2 separate regions of the Pungitius pungitius genome follow, and region 1 is linked to region 2. The links are chromatin contacts, called in public Hi-C maps. All regions are on one chromosome and are shown on one strand. The core of a region is the stretch at or near the end of the contact, and the rest is flanking DNA. Distances in the headings are between cores, read along the strand shown.

Region 1 (5,285 bases), core at 1,453-3,952, 220 kb before region 2:
TCATTAAGTAAAAATATAAATGCAAACAGTAAAACTCAAATCAACTTTTTCCTGTCCCCCCCCCCCCCCCCCGCTCCGCAGGCGCGACCTCTCTCGTCCTCTACTACAGGTTCCTCCACCCCAAGTCAACGGAGATCTCCCAGGGTACCAACCACGACCACATGGGCAGCACGTGCATGGAACGAGAGGAGTCCTCGTTCTCCTTCGGGGACAAAAGTCTGCCGGCCGCCTCGGTTCAAAACCACGGCAGCTTCTCGCTCTCGGGTGTGGCTGGTTCTCTGCTGGAGCACCCGGGAACCTGCGGGGGGGGGCGAGCCAACGGCTCCTGTCCCTGCTACCACCACCACTGGCTCCTGATCCGGCTGGCCCTGAAAACGGGAGACCTGGGGAAGATCAACGCGGCGTACGGGGCCGGCGGAGCGGCGGCCATACTGGATATGGAGGAGTACCGCCAGCACTTTAAGAGCAACGAGGGCATGACCATCACGGCGGGGGGCAGCTGCGAGGGGGTCTCCGCGTCCGAGTCGCAGGGGAAAGGCCCGGCACCTCTCTCGGACTGCAAAGACGAGTTCCAGAGTGTGAGCGAGCCCACGTCCGGCGACAACCAAGAGGAGGAGGAGGAGGACGACAGCCTGGAGATGGAGAGCCCGATGGAGTCGCCCACGTCGGACTTCAAGCGGAGCTCGCCGGAGGGCAAGTCCGTGTTCGGAGACAGCCCGGAGCCGTACTTCTGTCCCACCGAGTCGAGTTCCACCCTGTACTTCAGCGCTGACCCCCAGTCCCCCAGCAGTGCCAGCACCACCCGCTTGGACCGGGACACGGGGGGTCTGGAACTGTGGGTCCCCCTCAACTCGATTCCCAGCGACCCGGCCCTTCACAGAGACGTCCGCGGGCTCATGGGCCGGGTGGGGCCACGCTGCACCTCCGCTCCGAAATTGGACTCCGGAGCGCTGCACTCTGCGGCCACCGTCCCTCATCTCACTGGCCCCAGGAGGCAGCTCATAATGTCGCGGAGGGATGAAGAGGACATCTTCTAGGTCTCCTTGGACGGAATCCAGGGAACGAGGCACACCAGCTTTTTGGAAGGCGGCTTCTCCAATCCGTCTATATATATATATATATATTTAGTAGGTTGTGGGGCACAGCATTCTTAACCGTTTTGGTATCGTGCTAAACGTACCTGCATTCGCCTCAAACCACAAAAAAACGTTTTTTTAAAGCTTATTGCTTTTTGCCAATTGCTGGACACGCAGAAAGCTGAAAACTTCAGCACTGTTTTCATCAGACATCAACGAGGGAGTTAAAGGTGAAACGGTAGTACGCGGAGCTGTGTCACACCGTCTACCCGACGAGACATTTTATACTCTTTTGGTAGGTAGCGAGCAAACTTGGGGCCTCAAGAATTAAACTGTGAAACAAAGGGAACAGTGGTCCCGCCGTATGGAGGAAGTAGCCATGAGTTGTATCAACAAACGCGCTTGGAAGTGTGCAGCTGTTTATAGAATCTTGAACAATTCAAATATTATATACCGAAGCTGCTGTTGTTCATGTTAATAATTGCCAGCGGTTATGCGACTAGGGAAACTATTCCTAGATCAAAAGGGGGACACGTTTGTGACTGACCTCTTAATCTTTACCATCTCAGCACAAGTCCGAGCTTTGTTGGCTTCTTAAGAGCACAGGTATCTTCCGTACCAAATGTTTATTGCTGTGATTTTTTTCATATTCCCATATTAAGAAACAAATGCCCGGTCCCTTCAGGGAATAATAAACTGTATTTTTCGTATAATCAATCGTTTGAGCAGGACTAGTTGAGTCCACCTGGTAAAAACTGTGTTTGATGTTTTATCTTTATTTACATGTTGATCATGGAATTGCTAAGATGTTGTTTGGATTTACAATTTGTTGGGAAAATAATTCTCAGGCACTGACTTTAAAGCCTTTCAAATGTGTAGTGTAAGACATTGAAAAGATGCAAATGGGGTTCTTGTAGTGACTTTTTTATGTGCTCTATATCAGTGGTTCTCAACTGGTCTGGCTCCGGGACCCACCATCACCCCTTAATGACAAGCCCAAATCGAGGAACATTCTCAACATCTCAAATTTATTCAAAATCAAGTTCATGAGCTGAATTTTACATTCAGGATGTTTAATTATCCTAAAAACCCAATGTCTCCCCCATATCAGAATGGTTTGACCTAACCTGGCACAAGCTGCTGAAAACATGGACGGACGAGCCTGCAAAAAACCGACACTCCGCTGCATTAAAAAAAGTCCCTTCAAAATAAAATCACACGATGAATTTCTTTTTCTAATTTTTATTTTCCCATGCGGGTCGCGACCCACCAGTTGAGAATCACTGCTCCATATGATGCTTTTTCTAGGGCACACATGCATTTTGCTCATTACTGCTCTGAAAAGGGGTGAAATCCACAGACAAAGCAGTGAGATGATGCTGGGTTTTCTCTTGCTCCAGACTGCCTTTATGAAATTTTGAAATGTAAAGTGAAAGGCCACTGGTGGCTTAAGATAAGCAATAAATAACCGGCATATTGGGGTGACAAATGTTTGTTATTGTTTTAATGTTGGTATTTAAGTTGTCAAAGTAATCCTTCTTTTGAGTTAAAACGGTACGAGCATTTAGGAACCAGTGGATCACAAAGTATTCAGTAGTTTTGCTTCAGTAAAATCACCAAATCGATGTTACAAGTGAAGATCATTCATGCTTAATCTTAGCATGGCCCATTTTGGAATAGCGTATATTATAGTTTGGGATTATATTTAGTGATCCTTTAATGTGAGCGTTACTTAAATGTCGCTGCTGCCATAGGTGAAGCTAATTTCTGGGTAGCCGAATACATTTTCATAATTCATTATTTGATATCGAATTTGTATTAAAGAAAAATTGAGTAATTGCAAAGTATTAAAATGGTAAACATTAAATAAATAGTGGTAGTAGCTTAAAATAGTACCAAAGTGTGCACAGCGCTTAACTATGACTGTACTTATCGAGAAAGGTATTTATGTCACTGGCCCTTTAAGAAGTCGCGCATGCGTGAACCAGTGAGAAAGTTAACTCCTGAACTTCGTAGTCAGAAAAATTCAGATTTATAAAATAGCAGGGAAAACCGCATTGAGTTGACATGGCATTTCGCCGGAGAAACAAGAGTTACCCTTTCTTCAGCCAGGAGTTCTTAATTCAAAACCACGCCGACATCGTGTTCAGTCTGGTGATTTTGGTTTTGATTGGATTGATGTTTGAGGTGAGCTGAACTCCCGATTCTCCGTCTTCCCTCGTCGCGCTCAGCTGTTTTAAGGTGGCAGGTCCGCTGCTCGTGCAGAGATGGGACTCTGGCGCACGGCGGAAACCTCTCTTGGGTCGAAGTGATCTTCTTCTGCTTTGTAAAAATGGTCTCGTTTGACTGCATCTCCGCTTTCCTCCGGGGCCATCGGGTCCGCCGACATTGTGGCTTATGCTTGCTGCCGTTTTTTCGTTTGACAAGTTTTATGAACAATTAATGTCTCTCTACTCTCATTCAAAGTACCGGTGACCGTAAGGTTTAACACGTAGTCGAGTAGGAACAGCTGTAAACAGTACGGAATAAACACTTTTATTGCTTGTTAAACTGCGATATGTTCAAAGTTGTCGGTATTTTGCCTCCTTACTACTTTTTAGTTAAGTTAAATTCAAAAGGAGTTCAATACACCGGGATAGGACTTAAAGTTCATCGGACATGTGGGTTCTCATGTAGTGTAACATGTATCTTATTCGTCTCCTAAAAAGGTACGTTTTACCGCTTTTTAAAAAATCGCTGTCCTGTTCTAGTTTCCAGCAAACACGGAGCTCTGCAACATTTCGATCGCAACAAATGGTGATTTCCCGCAGGGAGTCCAGCTGAGAACGCGACAAAACGCACCTTTCAGCTTTCAAAATAAAAGCGCCGCCGCGGCTCGGAATGCGATTCAGCAGACGTCGAAGAGCGGGGGCTTTTATTTCTAAAATTGTCAGCGGAAGTGGTGTGACTATCCGTCGCGTGCTTTACAGTGATAGTTAACTGCCACGTCTCAATCTTTTTTTTTTTTTTTTTTTGAGCCGTTGCCGCTCGGTGTCCGCGGGGCTCATCGGCTCCTCGGACCTCTCCGTCCCGAAGGGATTCCCCACTGACTTCCTCCAGTGCAGAGTTTCAACCCGGAACCCTGGTTTTGAGATCACACGTGAGGCATAAAATAAGCAGGGGATTTCCTTCATTTCCTTTTTTCTTCTATCCCCTGGTCGGAAAAAGAGAACCACCATGCTGGATCTAGTTTTTGAATGTGACAGTCTGACGCCCACTGCAGCCCTCGGCTTGCAAGGAATGACTGGTGACTGGATTGTTGCGCCCTTGCAATGACGACTCCCCTGCTCATTATGTAGTTAAGTCATAACCACACAGAAAAGAGGTGGCTTCAGGCAGAACGTCCTATATGTCCCACCGTGTCCCCCCAACCCAATGCTGTGCCCCCCCCCCAGAGAAATATGAAGTTGGTGAATGGGATCGGAAAGGCCTCTGAGACACATGGCGTTCTGTGATTGTTAACACCATTGGTCCATTTTCTTCCTCAATTATGTATCAATCAAAATGTGCATTCATTTTTTGATTTTCTAGCTTCTAAAGTGTGGGCACTTGTAATTTGTTTGTAATTAAAATCACTTGTAAGCTTTTTGGGGTTGTTGGTTGTGAAAACGGGCAATACTAAAAAAAAAAAAAGTGAGAAAATGTGATTCACTTTTCGCTTCCCTTTTTAAAGTAGACTACAGCTAAAAAGGTGGAGAAACTTGCCTGTTATGGAATAATTTGGCACGCTTTTTTTTAGTAAACAGACGGATTTCCTTCAACTCCAAAAAGGGGAAGGATTGACTTGACTGACACTCGGATTCTCTTATCGCCCAACACGCACGCGGACACCTGCCACAAACCCCCCACACTGTACATGCATGATGATACCCTGCGGACTGTCCTGTTGATGTTCTACCAAATATGCCGCTAATTCCCATCTCATCCAATTGAGCAGACGACAGCCAAGACGGCCATACTCTTCATTCAGCCGCAGCACAACGTCACCACGCTGTCAGCAGGTACGCACTGCACTCCTGCAGTTCTTTTTAAACACTAAACTTCATTCACAGTCTCCCATTACTTTCACTCCTGCTGTTCCTGCCCGTAACAACATTATATTACCACTGTGGAATTGAGCGTTTTAAAAAATGAGCTTACGTTGCTCCCGGAAGTTTAACACACCTCCAC
Region 2 (5,929 bases), core at 1,321-3,820:
CCGCCTTAATTAAAACCGTTGAACAAGCCTACAATTGATATAATTTCCAGTAGTTATTCAAATAGTCTCATATGTTTGCTTTTTGATATTACAGCAGGATTTTCTTTCTGTAAAGCTTGCACAGAACCCACTTTTGCATTATTTGCTTTTAGGATGAAAAGTGTCATACTTTAAAAAAAATAAATACCCTCTAGAAGCATACCGTATAAGACTCGCCTATCTCACCTGTAGCATGCCCACAATCTCCACCTTGTTGAAGAAGATGAAGGAGTGCAGGGTGGACAGCATGTTCTCCTCAAAAACAGAGGGCGTGGGCAGCACCATGTCCTGAATATACTGCACCCGATACGTCTGGTGTATTTTCTGACGAAGTTCAGGATCAGAGATGGGGATCACCTCTTTAAAGCGGGCCGTCTTAGTTAGAAACTCCCGATGCCGCCGTGGGTGCGCAAGTGCTGGATCAAACTCCAGGCAACCAATGACGTCCATGATGCACTCTTCAGAGAACATAACCTCAAAGAGTGCAGTACGATTAAGCAGGAAGATGCCTTTAATGATTTCATACAGGTGATGCAGTCCCTCTCTGTTCTCCAAATCCTCACACACACGGAACAGTTCCAGGATCTTGCGAATGTAGCCCTCGTTCTCCACAGCTAGTGCCAGTTTCTCGCGCCGCAGCGGTGACGGTAGGGAGGAGGCCACCATCTCAGCCAGGTCCTCCAAGCGGTTCAGTTCACATGGCGGCAACTCCAAGCCTGGCGAGGACATGTCATCAAAGCGTTCTTCCTCAGACTCGTCGACCACATCCTGGGTAATGTCCACCGATGGGTCCTTTCCCTGAACCTTAACAACGAGACGTAAGAGTAATGTTGAGACAGGATGTCACTGAAACCAAAACACACTCGATATCAATACACGTCCACAGACTGAGCGCACAAACACACACCCACGAAGAAAGTGCAGCTACCTGGCATATCTTCTCCCAAATTTCGTCACAGCCAGCCTTCTCCTGGAAGCTGAGTGCCAGATCATAATTTTCGGCCTCGGACCATACTATCAAAGTGTCCTTCGGGAAAGAAAAACAAAGCCGATTTAGAATGGCCAAACCAGTCCATATTCTAGATGAGCATCCTACACCCTGCTATGTACTGACCTGTTGTTTCTGGTAGGCTGTGTTTGGATTGATTTTGGACTCCAGGAGTAGAGAACCTGTCAGGTGACCAACAAAGGTGTTGTCAAAAAGTCTCGCATTGAGTTGTATTTCAGAAAGGCTTTACATACATGGTTCCAGCTGAAATACAGGTGTCGAAGGTATTGTTTACATATAGTAAGTACTGATCTACTATAACATTGGCCGACACGGTGCACGTCCCATGTCCGCTGGCATGTGCCATTCATCCCTCCGCGGGTCGTTTCTTCGTCTTACCGTCACTCTCGGCCCGAACGAGTAGAGACGTGCCTTTCAAACGCTCCACATAGCCCGAGGAGACGTGGCCGGTTCCACGGTCATCCCACTGCCGGTCCTCGTTCAGGGTGTAGACTTTGACTCGGCGGCGAGTGTCCGTCATCCTGGCAGGTAGTTGTGACCGGTTTCCCCTTTCCGGAAATTATTGTCTTCTACAGGGTGTCCACTCCACAACTTCCAATCCCTGCCTCAACAGCCGATCACTTGGGTTCGATGCGGCGCTGCTAACTCAACGTTGGTGTCGGGGGGGGGGGGGGGGGGTCAACCGAGCTATCAGTTCTTTGCAGGAGCTCGGGCTAGTATCCAGGAAGATTGCACAGATCGATTTCGCAATATCCGTGTATTTTCACGAGCAGCTTCAAAAGTTATCTCGCCAGTAGTGTGGGCAACGCGCCACACAAAATCACACCACGGACCATTGTGGGCAAGCTAACGACAGTTCAATTCTCAGTGCGGAGGGCATTGACGTTAGCTCACGCGTTAATCGACTAAACGAGGGCACATACGGACTTCGGGACGTCCTAGCACACAGCAGATATAATGTATTTACAATAATCCCCACCGTTACGACACGTGCCCTATAAAACAAACAACCTGCGTATTATTGGTGCAGTTAGTACGCTCGTACGCGTACCGTTAGCCAGTTGCGTTAGCTAGCAAACCAAACGCGTTAGCTAGCAGTACGCTAAGTGCCTACGCTCCGTGTATTCAATGTTAAACAACGTTTTAAAGCTAAACGTCCAGAGCTGCGCACCGATAACATTATTTCACACTTGCGGATCAAAGATGCCGTGTTTACCCTAGATCAATGTTTCTCATTCAGTCCGAGTAATACGCCAGGTAACGTTAGCTAGTATTAGCTGCTATTTCTCCCAAGTGTTCCGCCATGTTCTGGCTCGGGGCCGCGGAGAGCCCACTCTCTCCTTAATGGTATCCATGCATCCCAAAAAGTGTGCAAACCAACAAACGGTAGTCGTATAATTATTGCAGGGTAACACTTTACACTATATTGCTATATGCCATTCATTTCCGACGTCTTGCTCAGATAATTGCTAACTGCCCCCCCCGTGAGTATTCAGCCATCTTGGGTCCCTTCAGAATACGTACGGGGTTTCCAGCACAGCAACAACAGGGCAGTCCGCCACATTTAAAGAGGCAGTAACATAAATAAGAAATTGAATTTCCAGGTTATCAGCAGAAAGGCTCCATAAAAATATCCAACTTTTTACCTTTAGCACTTACCATCCAGCAGCTTGTCATAATTTGACATCCGTTTGGCGGATAAATTCCAAGACTGACTAAACAAGGCATATATTTCCTCAATGTGATAACGTTTGTATTGAAATTCAAGACAGACCAGTCTGAAAACAATAGTTTATTTGGGTAGAATTAAAGAAAACAATCTAGATAGTTAAAATCAGATACTACGTAAAACGTAAAAAAATGATTTTACATCATAATGGTAGGATATACAGACAATAAGATAAAATATGGAAATAAATCATATGGGATCTGTTGCATTACTGGATTGGTCTGCAGGCATTGAAAAAGTAAGCATCTGCATTTAAAATCCACAGCATCTTCAAATAAAACTGCCATGTCAATGGTACATAAACAGAAACTTTTGGGTAATCTGAAAGCCCAAATATTTGACAAAAAAATAGTCTTTACCTAACGTGTTGAGCATTTTAACATGAATTTCTCTCAGTCAACAAGTCCTTGCAGCTTATAGCTCAACTCAGATCTTAGTTTAACACATTACAAAGGTATGTATGCTGCAGAGCATGACTATTTCTAAATGAGGCATCAAATTCCCCGCCCTCCCCGTTTTCAAACCCCTTCATTTTCCCATGTACAGTATAATATGAAAACCCTACCCTTGTCAAACGGACAATGGTGTCCTTTTACAAAAGGTCTTTGAGACACAGTGGAAATACAGTGCAGTATAAACTCCTTCCAAGTGTGTGTAGCCGGACAACTCCACACCGATGCCTTTACTTTGCTGCCTGCTGAGCCTGACGCCGCAGAAGGACATATATCTTCTCTTTGATCCAGTCTTTGTTGTACGGTTGGTACGTTTGAGTGTCAGTTCTGTACCTGTACAACAATTCAAATGATATTTTTAGTGGAGGTGACCGATATACACCCAATTTAAAGTGGTTTTCATTCAAATTATAAGCAAAATCATACTTACACGAGACAGCTCAGATCGGCCAAGTCGTCAATGAAGTCAAACAACTGACTAATGTCATAAGTGATGGACGGACTGTTCGGATTCATCCTCTTAAGATGTTCTTCATACATTTTGCAAACACCTAGAAGACAGGTGCAAGACAGGTTCAATGCAAGGAAAACTATTATGCATCTAAAGAAAATGAAATGTTAGATACATTGAATGTAAACTTAATTTAAAGTACAATAAGGCTTTCATAAGTGAGATCACAAAGTGGCAGGTTCCTTTTTCAGAACGGCATGGACCTGCCTCCTCATCCATATACAAATGCAAATCCCGTCAATTATTTTTCTCTAACTCTATTGAGAACTTAGCAGTACAGAATCTTAAATAACATTTTTTATCTTTTTCATCTTTGCAATTTTCTTCTTTGGCTTAATGCAATGTTTTAGAAATGATGACAAAAGGGATTCTGTATTTGTTCATGTAGCATGAATCTGGTCATTTGGCCAATGTTTTGTTAAACTACCGCAGCCAGTATAACTAACCTATTAGGAACAACGTATGTGTGTGTGCACGTACTTCGAAACATTTAATTAAGCAGTCAATGGAAAAGTAATTCAGATTATTTAATTTAACATGCACTGTCGACACATTTTACATTATTGTTTCAACATTTCCATGGCACTCTGAAATACACCATATTCCGATTATATGAATGGCACGTCAGTCTCAGGAATCGGCATGTTTCAATCATATTTAAAACACTGGTAGATAAAATCCAGCGTTCTGATTGGTTGGGAGCGAGTCTGGAGGGGTGCATTATTGAGCGATAATGTACAGTTGCTGTTCACATTGACCAGATGCACACATTGTAACACGTTAGATGTTGCGCGATCATTAGTTGACATTTTAGCTTTCAGCTCTGTGGCGATGGGGAAAAAAAGACCGGAATTCCCACAAATGATCGTTTTGAGGCAATGCAGCCGGACGATTAAGGTGGACTTCATGAGCGATGTGAATGAATGAGATGGAGCGGGACCCAATGCTGTTTACATGCACGTACAGGGACTATTTTTCCTCTAGACTGATGCAACGTGATACAAAATGTTTGGTGGCTACAACTATTTTGTGCTGAAAGGCAGCTATTTACTTACCATTTATAATTTCGCTGGTAACCGTGTTATAAAAGCAATGAGGTACTTGAGGGTGTACTTTACCTTCAATAATGTAACAGTTCGAGGCTTGCCGGCCCTCCACTGCGCGTCTGGCCTAACTACACCCTTGAACATTATTGGACAATAAAGTACAGCCTCTCGTCCCTTACAGCATGTCAGTCTCAGTGATGATCAGCATGCAGCAGCAGTCATGAACGGTATGTAGAATCCATGCGTCATCATTTTCCACCAACATAAATACTATTCATATCAGTGTATTTACCTCTCTCGGGCTCATGTGTGTTTTGAATACGACTAATACTACTATATTTTCAAAAATTACTTTAGTCTTCAGTGGCAAAGTCAGTCCTAAAAGACTCATTTAAATGTGATTTGCATATGATGAGGAGGCGGGTCAGTTCATGCTATTTTGAGATCAGTTTCTGGTCTGAAAAAAGGAACCTGCCTTTCTGAAAAAAGAACTTGCCCCGGCAACATTTTGATCTCAGCACTACTGGCTTTCATGTTGTAAAAGTGATTCTTACGAGAGACTAAGAAGCAAAAAAAATACAGATTTCACTAAAACACAAACCTGTGAATAGTCTTAAATATGTTTTGATCAAAGACGTATCATTAACGTTAATTAATCTTACCCTCCAAATGATCACAACGAGCCAATACCGTGCCAAACTATATAATGCAATTGGCCTCGAAGAGGCACATTACTGAAATGATAATGTAATGTTCCTGGTGGTATTCCTTGAAGGGTTCAAGCTGAACACGTACCTTCCATACATTCATTCACCGACTCGTAGTCAGCGTAAGTGCGGCCCTCGGGTCTCTTGGTCGGTTGAACAAGCAAAATTGTGTGCGACTGTAAAGACGATTAACAAAATTAATTACACAATGATGGCAGCTTATGATATTCATCAACAAAAACCCTAAACTATTCATGGGCAGATTTACATTTATATTCCCGATGCATCGTGAGTTAGCCTTCTTCCGGAGGTGTTCGAGAAAAACGTCGGTTATTTAGCAACACATCTCACTGTCTTTAACGCAATTGGCTCATTTAATCTCTGACGCAGTTAACTTTACTCCTTTCACATTTAAGAGAACAACTGGAAATGAGCA

The links. Hi-C and Micro-C count contacts between places; a contact is called where the count stands out from the background.
Region 1: a contact with region 2 is called in a Hi-C map of muscle, with 3 times the contacts expected there. The contact joins the promoter of tram2 here to the promoter of smek1 in region 2. A contact is called at or near these places in 2 of 2 Hi-C or Micro-C datasets (both in muscle).

Annotation. Positions count from the first base shown.
Region 1 is chr20:10,141,394-10,146,678 of fPunPun2.1, reverse strand. It overlaps tram2 (translocation associated membrane protein 2), which reads left to right and starts at 2,702. Exons shown (of 11, transcript XM_037449930.2): 1 at 2,702-3,263; 2 at 5,053-5,116. The coding sequence starts at 3,144. It overlaps xkr5a (XK related 5a), which reads left to right. Exons shown (of 7, transcript XM_037449985.2): 7 at 82-2,565. The coding sequence ends at 1,037.
Region 2 is chr20:9,921,427-9,927,355 of fPunPun2.1, reverse strand. smek1 (SMEK homolog 1, suppressor of mek1 (Dictyostelium)) reads right to left here and starts at 2,570. Exons shown (of 15, transcript XM_037448900.2): 1 at 1,427-2,570; 2 at 1,154-1,209; 3 at 968-1,066; 4 at 226-843. The coding sequence starts at 1,568. It overlaps LOC119194654 (enhancer of rudimentary homolog), which reads right to left. Exons shown (of 4, transcript XM_037448902.2): 2 at 5,582-5,669; 3 at 3,660-3,780; 4 at 2,826-3,562. The coding sequence ends at 3,460.